Linked DNA regions of Sus scrofa: regions 2 and 3 are each linked to region 1. A link is a contact called in public targeted proximity ligation data. All regions are on one chromosome and are shown on one strand. The core of a region is the stretch at or near the end of the contact, and the rest is flanking DNA. Distances in the headings are between cores, read along the strand shown. Region 1 overlaps WNT5B (protein Wnt-5b). Region 2 holds the start of RAD52 (RAD52 homolog, DNA repair protein). Region 3 overlaps WNK1 (serine/threonine-protein kinase WNK1).

What was found.
Region 2: a contact with region 1 is called in a targeted proximity ligation map of alveolar macrophages. A contact is called at or near these places in 2 of 47 Hi-C or Micro-C datasets (heart right ventricle and omental adipose tissue) and 1 of 2 datasets of targeted methods (alveolar macrophages).
Region 3: a targeted proximity ligation map of alveolar macrophages shows a contact between it and region 1. A contact is called at or near these places in 2 of 2 datasets of targeted methods (alveolar macrophages and skeletal muscle).

What each region holds. Positions count from the first base shown.
Region 1 is chr5:68,688,513-68,691,212 of Sscrofa11.1, reverse strand. All of the region lies in intron 1 of WNT5B (protein Wnt-5b), which reads right to left. Among named protein-coding and RNA genes, the nearest start is that of FBXL14, 12 kb to the right of the region's middle.
Region 2 is chr5:68,166,234-68,168,933 of Sscrofa11.1, reverse strand. It overlaps RAD52 (RAD52 homolog, DNA repair protein), which reads left to right and starts at 1,286. Exons shown (of 13, transcript NM_001123182.1): 1 at 1,286-1,477.
Region 3 is chr5:68,135,790-68,138,489 of Sscrofa11.1, reverse strand. All of the region lies in intron 27 of WNK1 (serine/threonine-protein kinase WNK1), which reads right to left. Among named protein-coding and RNA genes, the nearest start is that of RAD52, 31 kb to the left of the region's middle.

The DNA of each region.
Region 1 (2,700 bases), core at 58-2,557:
GTTCTCTTCCGATCCCTCCCCTCTCTCCCCAGCACTGGCCCCTCCAGGGTCTGCTCACCCAGAGGTCACTGTCACCCAGAGGGCTGTTCCAGGGATAAAGGGCTGATAGGGAAGTAACCACTAGAGGGGGACATAATTACACCATTCCTGGGGACTAAGCGAGGCCGGAGCAGGCAGGCATCCAGCTGGAGGCTTGGAGATGTGGCTGAGTATCAGCATACCACCCACAGTGAGCACCACACACACACACACACACACACACACAGACAACCTGCTCTGGCCAGCTAAGCAACCAGGGCCTCAGGTGTTCTGACGAAAGCCACCCCTTGCCATGGCCCACACCTGTTCATGGAAGAGTCAGCATCTCATTTGCGGCTTCCACAGACCCTCTTTATTTGGTGTCACATAGAAACTGCATCCTAGTGAGGTGGGATGATGAACTTTTACATGTCATCAGGGCAGCGAACACAGTGGTTTAGAAAGTGGTCTCTAGATCTAGACTATGGAGTTCCAGTTCCAGCTCTGCAGGCTGTTTGGTCTTGAGTAGGTTACTTCTCTGTGCCCTGGTTTCCCCACCTGGAAATGCAGGTAATCATGGAACCTGCTTCATAGCCATGCAGGTCAGTCATTCACTGTGCGGAATAAAGAAGTTCGTATACTTGAAAACCTTTACAGAATGTCTAATACACAACAAACGATCAATAAATATTGGCTACTTTCATGAGGGCCAGGAGCTGGACGAGGAGGTAACATGCATTATCCCACTCAGTCCTCACACAGTCTCCCCAGACATCAAAACCACCAGTCCCACTTCACAGACAAGAAAACTGAGGCTCCAAGCAGTTAAACAGCTTGTCCAAAGTCACAGAGCTAATAAGTGATAGAGTCAAGGTTTGAACCCAGAATCTAACTAAAACCCCATGTTCTTTCACTACATCACTGACTTTTCAGCATTCATACCAGAGGACTAAAAAGCAAGAGGGAGAAGGGAACATAACTTTTAATGTATATTATTTGTATTTTACTAAAAAAGGGAGAGCTCTCTAACTGAACAAAAGTTTTAAAGCAGGAGGAAGAAAAGCAAGCTGCATGGCAGCCGCACCTGGGGACCCGCTGGACGGACATGCAAATTCCCAGCCCCTCTAGGACCTTCCGCCTCAAAGACCTCAGAGTTAGCCTGAGGCACATGCAAGCTGGAGAAGCCAAAGAAGCGTGAGAGGTGGTGGTGAGAACCTAGGTCAGAGGCAGCAGGATGGACGTTGGTCCAGCAGACGCCTGGTCCAGGACTGCCTGACTGAATGACCATGATGCTTCCTGACCTGCAGAAATCCAGGGCAAAGGGACAGAAGGCTCGCCAATTGAAGGACCCTCTCACTAGGCTCTTGTGCGTTTGCTGTTTCCGCTGCACGTTTCTTAAAAACAGGAAATAACATTTTAAAATGTTGAACTGTCAGCAGAATGTGGGGGCACCTCTGTGGGGGCTTTTTCTGATGGGACATTTATAGAAGAAAGCACCCAAACAGCATTTCTTAGGCCCCTACCCAGGGCCAGGCTCTGCACCAGGACCCTTCCCTTCCTGTGCCTGGTTTTTCTCAATGAGTTCTCACAACAGCTCTGTGACCAGGAGTCACTCTCATTTTAGAGAAGAGGAAATTGAAGCTCAAAGCCTTTGCTGGAGGTCACGCAATGGGACAGCCGGGATCCAAGGCACAAGTTGTGACTGCAGGTCTGGGGGACACTGCCTGGGGAGCCTCGAGTCACAGGCACTTAGGGAAGTCCCCTGGGACCTGGACCCAGGCCTTCCCAGGGGCTCCCTCTTCCTATCCCCGTTACCCCCACCCCACCCCAGGATGTGCAGCATCCAACTCTACCGCCAGGGAGGGGCGAGCTGGGCAAAAGGAGAAGAAGAACGACCTCTGTTCTAAAAACAGTAGCAAAGTCCAAACAGTGAACTAAAAATTTGACTTTTTTTTTTTTTCAATGGTCACACCCACGACATAAGGAAGTTCCTAGACCAGGGATTGAATCTGAGCCACAGCCACGACCTAAACAGCAGCTATGGCAACCAGGTCAGGGATCAACCCAAGCCGCTGCAGTCAGATTCTTAACCCACCACACTCACTACAGGCGGGACTCCAAAGGTTTCTTATCCTCAAAAGAAAATAAAAGTAAGACAAAAAAGCAAAGAATTCTTCAAAACTGAGAAAAATTTTGGTGACTTTTAAAATTAACCTAACTGATGTTTCAACTCTGAAGGACCAGAACAATGTACAACAATGTATGTTTGTGATCATAGCATTCTTATTTTTTCCCAAACTAGGAAGGAAAACACAGCCTGTTCTTTAGGTAGGTTTCCACCCTGTGCAATGACCTTCCTCCCATCATCACCTGTCCAAATCCAAGGCTTCTCTGTCATGGTCCTCTAAACTGACAAGATTTTATTTGTAAGATGACTCTGTTGGCCCTCACACCTCGGATAACATGGTCATTATTTTCCAGCACGGTGCTGGGTGCTGACTACTCAGAGGCAGAAACACCTTCCGCATCTTCGTCTACTCCCTGGCGCAGAGCTGGGCACGCCAGCTGTGTGAAGCTTCCAGAAGGACCAAATAAATGACGGAAACCTTCCCAAGCGCTCCGTGCTTGGAAACAGCTACATGTGCAGCTTGGCTGATTTTTTTTTTTTTTTTGTATCTTTGC
Region 2 (2,700 bases), core at 37-2,536, 520 kb after region 1:
ATTCAATTGTAATTGATTTCACTTCATTATTATTATTGTTTGGCTTTGCCCTCTGCATACAGAAGTTCTCACGCCAGGGCAGGGACACCGGATCCTTAACCCACCAGGGAACTCCAGTTGTAATTATTCTTATGCATATTTTGATAGGGACTCTAACCCAATCACTGTGTCCCAGCACCATCTGAAAGCAGCCATGCCTTTCTTTATCAAATGCACGGGAATCGTGAGCACCCCTCCAGGAAATGCCTGGTTACTGCGCAGAACCGCGGCGAGGGGGTCACCGGAACAACAATTTGAAAACGTCAGTAACTGAGTATGTTCAAGTTTTCCGCACTCAGCTTGGGGTTGTGATGCAACTGTTGTTGTTGTTTTTGCTTTTCAGGGCCACACCCGTGGCATATGGAGGTTCCCAAGCTAGGGATTACAAAGGAGCTGTAGCCACGGGCCTACGTCACAGCCGCAGCAACTCGGGATCTGAGCCGTGTCTGCGACCTACACCACAGCTCAGCGCAACGCCAGATCCTTAACCTACTGAGCGAGGCCAGGGATCGGACCCGCTTCCTCATGGATACTATTCGGATTAGGTTTCACTGAGCCACCATAGGAACTCCCGAGATGCGACTCCTTAGTCTCGCTACGAGCGCTGCTGCGGGATGTCCTGCCCACGGATCGCCGCCTCTAAGCATCTCCGTCTGTGCGGGCATCTGGGGACCTCGGGACCCGGCGATGGGGCGCTGCCCGGGCTGTTGAGCCTGGTCCCGGTACAGCTCTAATCTCCGCCATAGCGGCCTGGGGTACACGGAGCCGAGCTCCGCTCGGGAGGCCGGGCAGGAGCTCGCTGGTGGCCAGCAGAGACCACAGGGGCGCAGGGCGCGCAGGGGCCAAGCGCAGAGAGCCGCTGACACGGAAGTCAGCATCGCGCTGCCAAACAACTTGCTTTACGGCTCTCAACAGATGGCTCTGTTCCTCTACCCCGACCACAACTTGCGGCTCCTCCGCCCGTTCACAGCCGTGGTGCGGCACGCTCTCTTTGGACCGTCTTCCCAGGGTCTTCTGCGCGGCCGCGCCGCGTACCCTTCCGCGAGTACAGGTCTTCTCAGTTCATTCGCGTTAGACCTTCTTCCCACACCCCGGTCTGGTTTACCCTCGTTCTGACCTTCCTCCCAGGACTCTTTGCGCGGGAACCCAAAGTGTTCTTCCGCGCCACACGCCATTCTGGTTTTGGGTACTCCCGTTGGACCTTCCTCCCAGGGTCCTCTGCGCGGCCTGCTTTATCGCCCTTCTGCGAGTACGTCTCTCGCTCTCTCTCTCTCGCTCGCTCTCTCTCTCTCTCTCTCTCTCGCACTTTTTCCAGTTTCTCTGACGCCGTCATCACGCGTGTCCTTCCGCGCGTTCAAGTCGGCTCTCGCTCGGACCTTCTTCCCAGGGTCCTCTGCGCGGCCGTCCCGAGACCCCTTCTGCGCGTTCAGGGGGAACGGTGCGTGAGTGGGATCTCCGCCGGGTGGGAAGCTCGTCTCCCGGTCCCGGCTTAGTGGTACCGACCCGGGGCATGTGCTGAGGGGAGGGTGCCGTGGCCGTGGGCGGGGCGGGGCGGGGCGGGGCGGGGCGGGGTTGGGGCTGCGGTTACTTGCTGCCGGTTGACCGGGGCCGAGGGCGCGTAGACAGTTGTACTCCGGTGTGTAGAATTACCCACTTAGGGATTTGACAGTTCAGCGCGTATTCAGCGTTTCTAGACTTTTTTTTTTTTTAAATTGAGATAGAATTTATATATGATTAAAGTTGTTCATCCAAAGTGAACATTGAGTGGTCTTTATTGTATTCACAGAGTTGGGCGGCCGTTACCGTTATCTAACGCAGAACATTTTCATCACCTGGGAAAGAAGCCCGAGCTCATTAGCGGGCTCCTCATCCCCCTCCCCCAGCCCCACCAGTCTTCTTTCTGCCTCTGAATTTGCCAGATCTGGATGTTTTGCATAAGTGGGATCATGCAGTATGTGGCTTTTTGTGTCTGGCTCCTTCACTTGGCACTGTGTCCCCAAGGTTCATCCGAGCTGTGGCGCGTGTCCCGTACTCTCGTGGCCCAATAATAATCTTTCGTTGTCGGGATATACCATGTTTTGCTTCTTCATTAATTGATGGGCATTTGCGTTTTTGCACTTTTCGGCTTAATTTAAGGGCTCTTTCATCATAGAATTCAGCCCTAGGCACAAACAATGTAAAACTAAGTTCTTATCACATTTAACTCGGGTTGGATCAGGTATTTCATTGGCCCCAGGTCTGGTATCTTTCAGAAAAGGCTGGCTTTGTGAAGTCCTCTGTTCTCAGTGCATCGCTTACTAGACCATTGACTGTGGTGGTAACAAGCAGAGAAGCGTTTGTGTGCAGGTCCCATCGGAGATGCAGTCAGACCTGTCATCTAGTGATGGGAACTGAGTGGACTTGGAGACGAGTTTATGAAAAACGTAACAGCTGTGGGAGAGGTTTGATCTCATAAAACACCTAGCCTATTTTCATCATCTGTGAATTCTGTATTTGTGAATTGACTGGCTAAAACTTCTTTGTAGCCCCAAGCAGATGCTCCAATGCTCTGGCAGTGTGTGGAGTGTCCAGCAAGGCGTCCTCTGCCTTCTTGCTCATACTGTAAACCAGTGTCTTTGTTGTGGTATATTTGTTGCTGCATTTTGCACAGTTTTATGCTTT
Region 3 (2,700 bases), core at 115-2,614, 550 kb after region 1:
GGGAAGCCATGCAAGAAAGGAGGTTCCAGGATCTTATTTATTAGCCAAATCTTACTTAGGCAAAACAGGATGATAAAAACAGGTTCTCTTCGGGAGCTGCAGATGAGGCTGGACATCTAAGGGGGACAAAGGGCAAGGGGTGGGAACCTCTTTCTGCCCACTCTCGTGGCATCTTGGAAACTCACCACCAGGCCTCTACTCCCAGCGCCACCTTGAACAGGGCCAGTGGGATGGCCAATGAGGCTGGCTGCTCTAGAATATTACAGAGTAGGGCAAAAGAAGGGCATGGTTCATGGAGGAGTTGAAGGAATGCAAAGACAGGCCAGGGAAAATGGGCTCCCAAACCGCGTGATGCCATGTGGTCTTTAGCCGTTCTTTCACAGAAAGGGACGATAAGAGAAGGCATGCTCTGTTCAGAAAACTTTTTCACCTGGATGCATAAACAGAAATTGCGAACATAAACTTGGGAGAGTTAAGGCTTCAATCTCTCCCGATTTCCTATGAGTCAAAAACGTGAGCACTCATGAGGAAGGTTCTCTGTGGTGTGCCTGAGTCTTTCAACTCCAGGAGGACGTGGCTTTCCTGAAGGTGACCTCAGTTTCAATTGGCTCACCTTCCCCCCCCTCTTCCCAGAAGAGCAAGCACTCTCATGTGGAAGCAACAGGACATCCAGCTGCGGTAGGGGTGCCAGGGGAGGAGGAAGCTCGGGGGTTGTGATGAAGGAGTTCTATCTCTATGGTGTGATGAGAAACAAAGGAGAAGTCTGTGGCCTGCCTGATTTCGGCTCTGCTGGAGGGCACACTGAAGATTATTCGAGGAGGCAAGTTTAGGGAAGAGGGAAAGAAGAGTCATGGTCTTGTTTTTTTCCCCTCACCCCCCACTTTCTTACCACATCTCACATTTGCTACAGAATAAATAAAAGCTACTATAGTAAGTTGTGAGCCTCTAGGACTTAAGACATCCAAATAATGCGGGGGCTAAATATTTAAATACACACGTTCCTGTTTTCAAGGTCAAGGCAGCACCAGAGCACAGCAGCACACCTGAAGCAACTCTGCCATTAAAAGCCCTCTAATCTATTACTGGTCCTGAGTCCAGTTTACACCCTACACCCGGGGAATGGCACACACAAGCACGTCTGCACTGGGGAACAGCTAGTTCCGAGGTGAAGCTGCAGAGTGAGGAAGGTCACATGCTTCTTACCACCAAGGCAAGACACAGGACTACTGCAGGCGTGGCCTCAGTGCTCGCAGAGCCACGGGGCTGGGGGGTGGGGGGAGGGGGTTACTGCACATACAGTGTGAAGGGAAGAGTCAGTTCCCTACGGACAGGAAACCCAGGTGGAAAAGTGGGGAGGCAGGAGTGAGACAGTGTGGGAGGGAAGCACAGGCAGTGGTGGTTATGAGGAAACCAGAAAGCAAGCGTGTCACACGCATGAGGACAGCATCCTCCTCGAATGAGTATTGCTTCAGGAGCTGGATGGTCAGTGAGACAATGAAAACGAAACAAATAGTCACAAGTGAGCAGAGCTTTCAAAAGCCAAATACAGAAGCTGGCAGAGGTGAACACTGCTGGACACAACTCGTTCATGCTGGGGTCACACTCTCTAGTCTCATGCTAGTCGCCTTTGATGCTGTGAGGCCCCTTTATAACCGAATTTCATTTTTCATTTTCATCCATGTTACGTGATACTGGATTCTGAAAGTGGGGTTTATACCACGAGGGAGAGGCAACCATACAGCTAACATTCTTATTCTGGCTTCTGAAAACAGATCTCCACATTAGAGAAGGAAACAAACACACTCCTTTCTGACCAGAAATTAACTCCCAGGAAAAGCTGACTTAGTAATAAAATCTAGGAAAATGCGTAGTGTGCTTGTTTGGTCCACTGTAGCAGTAAAATGTTTTAAGGACACTGGCAGCACGTAGATATTTCTGAGAACGCTGCTTGCCTTCCAGAGAGGCTGCTGGCTAACCTTTAAGCCTTTTTTCGGTTCTGCTGAAAAGCTCTAAAAGTAGCATCCTTTACCACCCAAAATTCCCTAGCTGAACTCTTCTCCTGCCTTAACACATTCCCCCACCCCCACAAATCCAGTAACAAGAGCCTATTACGAGCCACAACTTACTGCCCAGTGTCCCAAGCACAGAGTTTTCTGGAGGAACCTCTCGGTGGCCTGCTGGGCCGTAGAACTGTCCACACTTTCACGAGAAGCCACCTGTCTACAATGCTGTCCCTGTCCTCACTGCCCAGCAGCTGCCTCCCACTGTGATATGAGGGCATGACTCTGGCTGCTGTAATCCCTGCTGACTTTCCAGTGTGCCCGCAGCGGCTGGCACACGTGGTGACTTCTGACTACAGGACTCTCTCCCTAAGGAGCTAGGCACCCCTGATCCTTCTACACACATCCACGGGTGCCCTCCCCTCCCCCACAGTGGGGCTGTCATCTAGGGCACTATGTGGTGACCTAAAATCTGGAGGGACAGCCAGTGACAGCAACTGAGCGTGTTAAAGACGAAACCAGAGAAGGGTGCAGCACCAGCCAAATGGAAGCTGGAAATCCAGGAGTTGTGAGGCTTCGGGGTTCAAAGACCTCAAGGGCAAAAGGCTTTGCAATCAAGGACCAGAAGTAACAGAAAGAAAAGATAATTACTACAGAGCTGGTTGCAAGGACAGACTTTTTTCACCATCTTCCCTGAAGC